Regions from separate parts of the Muntiacus reevesi genome. Here region 2 is linked to region 1. Evidence: chromatin contacts called from public Hi-C data. All regions are on one chromosome and are shown on one strand. Each heading gives the region's core, a stretch centred on a gene start, on an enhancer-like site or on the middle of the called end of the contact. The rest is flanking DNA. Distances are from core to core; before and after follow the strand shown. Region 1 holds the start of SPAG9 (sperm associated antigen 9). Region 2 holds the start of MBTD1 (mbt domain containing 1).

What was found. A called contact is a pair of places that touch in the nucleus more often than the background predicts.
Region 2: a contact with region 1 is called in a Hi-C map of muscle, with 3 times the contacts expected there. The contact joins the promoter of MBTD1 here to the promoter of SPAG9 in region 1. A contact is called at or near these places in 2 of 3 Hi-C or Micro-C datasets (blood and muscle).

What each region holds. Positions count from the first base shown.
Region 1 is chr18:26,689,434-26,692,348 of mMunRee1.1, forward strand. It overlaps SPAG9 (sperm associated antigen 9), which reads right to left and starts at 1,431. Exons shown (of 30, transcript XM_065911018.1): 1 at 957-1,431. The coding sequence starts at 1,259.
Region 2 is chr18:26,818,573-26,821,682 of mMunRee1.1, forward strand. MBTD1 (mbt domain containing 1) reads right to left here and starts at 1,326. Exons shown (of 18, transcript XM_065908564.1): 1 at 1,161-1,326; 2 at 192-255. UTP18 (UTP18 small subunit processome component) reads left to right here and starts at 1,536. Exons shown (of 14, transcript XM_065908567.1): 1 at 1,536-1,906. The coding sequence starts at 1,541.

The DNA of each region.
Region 1 (2,915 bases), core at 181-2,680:
CACTTCACCTGCATCAGATAAATTCCACAGAAATAATGCCAACACATCCTGAAAGCTAGAATCCTTGACTGCCTCAAGAAGTTAAAGATCTATCACTTGCACTCCAAAGCTCCAAAAGGTTCAGCGTCAAGGCTGGGGCATCAAGGTCACTAAAGTTAAAAGCTGAGGTTTTATAAAGTTAAAAACTGGCCAAGTGCAGTCTCTGAAAAGAGTTGCCAACTGTCACCCACACCTCCTTAACCAGCCCCCTACCACTTCCCCATCCTTTTTATAAATAGTTTTTAAAGGGAACTGTCCAAGGTTACCACCTGACAAGGAAGAATGCATTGATGTGCATTCCAATAAAATAAAATTGTATACTCTCCATATTTACAGAGTATTCCCATACAACATCTAAGTGTCGACAAAGTATCAACCAAGGCACATAACACATAAAATAAAACTCCCTCAGTAGGGTTAAAATATCAAGAAACTGACCGAAAGAGGAAGATATCTAACTTCCCAAAGCAGCAACCCCCAGGAAAGGTATTGGAACCAGCGGAAGTTACATATCCAGGACAGTTTTTTAAAGGCGCTCCACCCACCACCCCAAGGTAAAAGTTTGAAACGCCGTCTGACTACCCCCACGGTGGTCGGAAACTTCCCTAAACTACAAGAGACAAGCAGATATCCTAAAATACCGCTCTCAGCCAACCCCAGGTGCCCTCAGGCCAGGCTGTGGCTTCCTCCCCAGGCCTTGCTTCCCTCATCTCACTCTCTTCTCCAGGACACTCACCCATCTCCCTGGGCGTCCAATGCTGGCCGGGGGTACTGGGGCCTCTCGGCCGGCAGGCTCATTCCGACGAACCTCGTACTTAGGCCTGCCCCAAGGAGGCCGGGGCGCCTCCCCTCCGAGACGGACCGCGACCCCCCGGCCCTCGGGCCCGGCCCTCACCCTCCCCTCTGGCCGGCCTCACCTCCTCTGCGTGCTTGCGCAGCGCCTTCTCTCGCTCGTACTGGGTGATGAGCTGCTCGTTGTCGTCCCGGAGCAGCTCCAGCTCCACCTGGTGCTCTTGGTCCTGCGCGAACACCGAGTCCAGGTTCTCCAGCACGGCTACCACCAGTGGCATCAGCTCCTTGACCACCTCCTCATCGTAGCGCCCGATGAGCCTCTCGAACTCGCGGTAGATGGAGCCGGCCAGGCCGGACACCCGCTCCGACATCACGGCCCCGGAGCCGCCGGGCTCCTCCTGGTACACCACACCGTCCTCCAGCTCCATGGTGGCGGGCTGCCCGCCGGCCGGGGGCGTCTCCGGCTGAGGGGGCGATACGGGCCCGCACGGGACGGGGCCGCTGCGGCTGGAGCTGGGGCTGGGCCCGGCGGGGTGGGGGCCCGAGCCGGAGGAGGGGAGGGGTGAAGCGAGCGTATTCAGCCCAACCGCCGCTGCACCAACTGCCGGGGCGGCCGGGCTGCGCGCGCCACACGTCACTGAAGGGGCGGGATCCGCCTGTGTCGGCCCGTAGGGCGGGACCCTGCAGGAGGCCAGGCGCGGTCGGGGGCGGGGCCAATGCAGCACCCTGCGCCAGCGGAGGCGGCGTTGCGTCAATACTCGGCGCCGCGCGGACGTCGTGTAAGCCAATGGGAAAGACTGCGATAGGAGGGTGGTGAGAAGTACCCACCCCTGGCGCGATTTGCGGGGCGAGCCCCAATGGAAACGGAGGGTTTCTGGAAGAGTGATTAGCAATCCAGAATAGCTAACATTTTATTACTTTTTACAGCGCACAAAGGGCTTTCATATTTGGGCCTCATCACAAGCTTGGTGCGGTAGACGTTTTGGCCTTCGTTTCACAGACGAGGAAAGTAGGCCTGGAGAAGTTAATGGTTCACTCAAGGTCACGCAGCTGGAACGGGAAGGAGGCCGATCAGGGACTCAAAACAGTTCTAAGAATTTGAGAATTCCGGACTCAGAGTAGTGGAAAACAGGGAAAGGGAAAGCAACCTTAGCGGGGACAAGGTCCGCCTCAGTAATAAGGTGGTCTTGAATAGGAAAGAATTATTTGGGGTTAAGACAGTAAGAATAGCCTTAAACAGAGGACGTGCAAAGCATCCTGGAGAAGAGTACAACAAACGCCACAATCTTGCACTTTCCCAAACACGAGTTTCTCTCCTCGCGGACGACTTGCGAGAGTGGTATTTACTGGCACCAAGCACCCTCCTTTCTTCTAATCTCTAAGCAGGGCAGGCTAATGTGGGGAGGAGAGTAGAGGAGGAAAGAGGTGGAGTTACTAGGATGAGTAAGTCCGATGGTACGTGAGGTCTCTGGTAGAAAATCACGTGTGGGGAATGACAACACCCAAACCTCGGGCAGGCTGAGTCAAGGATCACTTCCTGGTGTTCTGACCGCTGCAAATAGGACAGAAAATACACCCCAAAGCCCCTTAAATCCGCGGCAGGTGACGGAAGAGTACTGTGGCCTCAACTCCTGTAAGAATAGGGCCAGGGAAGGCAAGATTTGAGTAAAGAATGGTTCAGTGGGGACTCAGCTACCTCCCAGGATCATAAAAACCCTTCAATTTGGTATTTACAAGTTCAAGTTCTCTAAGTATGAACTAGTTCTCCAAAGTCTCCCAGTCTGTACCCAACCAGAGACTCACAAAAGCAGTAAGGGGGTGAAAAACTAAGCCTGACAAGGACACACGTGACTGAATTTGTGGCCTGTACTGTCCCCCTTTCGCATCCTCACCAAGCAGTCACCTCTTATTGTTTGTGTATATGGGTAGGTCTTAGATTTGCCGATCAGCGAGTTGGATATGTGCCCCACATGCCCTTTCTTTTCTAAAGCTCGCATTTTAAAACCAGGAAAGAATCTTCCTCTGGATCTTTTTTTTTCTTTTCTTTTTTCTCTCCTAAGGACTCTTACTTGGGCACCTATATT
Region 2 (3,110 bases), core at 76-2,575, 130 kb after region 1:
TGGGTGAGGAGGATGTGAGAGAAAATTTGAGAAGTAAAAGGGGAATCCACTTAACAAAGGCATGAATGAGGCTGAAGAGTCTAATAAGGATAAGCAAACAACAATCATAACAACTGAACAGAAAGGGCTTTCCTGGGCAGCAGCGAGCGCTCAGGGTTTGGAGGGGTTTAGGCAGAGGCCAGGCTACCTACCACTTGTCAGGGAGGCTGCACAGGGGACGGCGGCTTTGGGTGACCTCTAATGTCTCTTCCGACTCTGAAATGTTAGGATTCTTATTTCACAAAAGAGAATACAATGGTCATAAAAGCCCACTAACTTAGAACTCTTTTAAAAGGCGACTACTTCCCAAACACCACTCCCACCTCTCCCTCCCACACGTGCCCACTCCGCCCCTTTTCAATTTTTCCACCTCCACGTGCGAAACGCCTCGCGGCGCCTGCCCCACAGCCTTGAGGCGCCTTCCCACGCAAAGCACCCAAAGTCTGCCCCGCGGGAGACGTGAGGACTCCTCTCCCCGACCCTGGGCGGCCAAAAAAGGAAGTCTCAAATCCAGTCTTTCTCCCCCAGCCAGAGCTAAGGGGGGTGGGGTGGGGTGGAATGAAGAGAAGAACTTTCTTCTAAAATTTGTTTTCCAGATAGTGAAGGGGATACGGAGAACCCTGAAGAGTCCAGGGCTGAAGGGAGTGGGGGGAGGGGACACCCCCCAATCGTTTAACGGCCGGCAGGGGGAGGGGGGCTCCGGAGGTGGAGGGGGCGTGGGATAAGAGAAGCAGGCCTGGGAGCAGGGTCAGGGGGCTGCACGGGTTCCTGGGGTCAGGGAGCTGCGGGCGTCCCCCCCACCTGGCACACAAAGCAGCTGCCGCGCTCGGCTCTCACCAGATCCTTTGTGTTTTCCATCAGGGCCTCATGGGTAGGGGTTGTCCGTGCTCCCCGGGCCCGCGGCGCCCCCTCCCGAGCTGGGGGCAGGCGCCTCTCCCCGGGACTACGGCGACTACAGGGGAGCCCCGGCTGGGCCCAGACTGGTGGTGGCTACGGCAACCCCCGGATTTCCCCCCTTTAACTCGGGTGGCCCCAGGATATCAACAACATTAGCATAGCCCTCCCTCCCCAGCGCGCCTGCGCCGTGACCCGCGCCCCGATTGGCCCGCTTCCCTACATACCCTCCTCTCTGTCTTCCAGCGTGGGACCCTCTGCAGGCTCCGTACTCCAAGGGTCGTACCAACACGAAGGGGTGGAAAAGGCGAATGGGGCTCGTGTAAGTCGAGTGGTTAAAAAGGCAGGAGAAAGAGTAAAAGTTTCAGCCTGTCATCTCTGTCTTTCTTTCTATCCTTTCAATCAGTTACAGCTGCGAAGTTATGTTGGAAAAAAATTTCCACTCCAGTCACGCCTCTTCCCCCTCCACCCGGAAGATTGGTCCTCCCGGAGGAACTCCCACACGGGGAGGGGCTCGCGAGGGGAGTGGGCGTTACACAAGAGCACAGTGTTGGTCACGTGCTCAAAGGCGGTGCAACCTTCTTCCGGCCACCTGCGGCCTCTGCTCATGCGCAGTGAGGTTCCACGTGAGCGCCTGCGTTTCTTCTCAAACCCAAAGATGCCGCCAGAAAGAAGGCGCCGAGTGAGACAGGACCGTAAGACCCAAGCGAGGCCAGACGGGAGAGCCGGAGCGCGATGGGGCGGGCCGCCCCGAAAAGCTGCCCCCTCATGCCAGCGAAAGTCGCTGGCCTGGCCGCGCGCGGCGGCCGCTGCAATCTCAGTTGCCTCGGAGGAGGAGAAACGGCTCCGACTGCGGAACCGTCTGACGCTGGAGAAGGACAAGCCGGCAGTAGAGCGGTGCCTGGAGGAGCTGGTCTTCGGCGACGTGGAGGACGACGAGGACGCGCTGCTGCGGCGTCTGCGGTGCCCGCGGGTGAGGGACGCCGCCTCGAGCGGCTTGGGCCCGGGGTGGGCTGCGAGCCCCCGAGGGCGGAGCCTGGGCGCTGGGGAGCGGAGCCTGCGGTGCATGGAAGCGCTCAGGTGGTAGGGAGCCGGGAACACGGGCGCCCTGGGGTGCCAGCCTTAAAGCCCTGGGAGGGCGGAGACCGCGCCTTTCTTCGCCGGCCGTTGCGCCAGGTATCCAGTAGGCGCTCAATACATACTCGTTTGCGTGCGCGCGCTTACAGTCGTTTCAGTCCTGTCCGACTCTGCAGCACTGTGGATTGTAGCCCACCAGGCTCCTCTGTCCATGGGATTCTCTAGGCAAGATTATTGGAGTGGATTGTCATGCCTTCTCCCGGGGATCTTCCGGATCCAGGGATCGAACTCGCGTCTTTTAAGTCTCCTGCATTGGCAGGCGGGTTCTTTACTACTAGAGCCACCTGGGAAACCCGCATACTCGTTTAGACTGTTTTAATCGTGAGCATCTTTCGTGGCTCATCCCCACTATCTTCTCCCCCTTAGTCGTTGCATCACCTGCCTCAATACTATGCAGTGATTCAGGAGTTCCGCGTCGTTTGCGAAATCAGAATTCCTGGGCACAGGACTGCCAGTCTGTTTGTGGAATTAGAATTCCTGCGCGCAGGCCTGGGGCTCTGTCTGATGTTTTAACAATCATACCAAGTGATTGCCTGGCCAGCTTTTGTATTCGTCTTTTAAATATTTGTGAGCCAATTTGGCGGCAGATTCTTTTCCTGGTGGTGAAAACCCCGCATGATTTAGTTCGGTTCAGTCGCTCAGTCGTGTCCGACTCTACGACCCCATGAACCGCAGCACGCCAGGCCTCCGTGTCCACCACCAACTGCTGGAGTGTACCCAAACCCATGTCCATTGAGTCGGTGATGTCATCCAACCATCTCATTCTCTGCCGTCCCCTTCTGCCCTCAATCTTTCCCAACATCAGGGTTTTTTCCAATGAGTCAGCTCTTCACATCAGGTGGCCAAAGTACTGGAGCTTCACCTTCAACATCAGTCCTTCCAATGAACACCCATCCTTTAGGATGGACTGGTTGGATCTCCTTGCCGTCCAAGGGACTCTCAAGAGTCTTCTCCAACACCACAGTTCAGAAGCATCGATTCTTTGGCCCTCAACTTTCTTTATAGTCCCAACTCTGACATCCACACATGACTACTGGAAA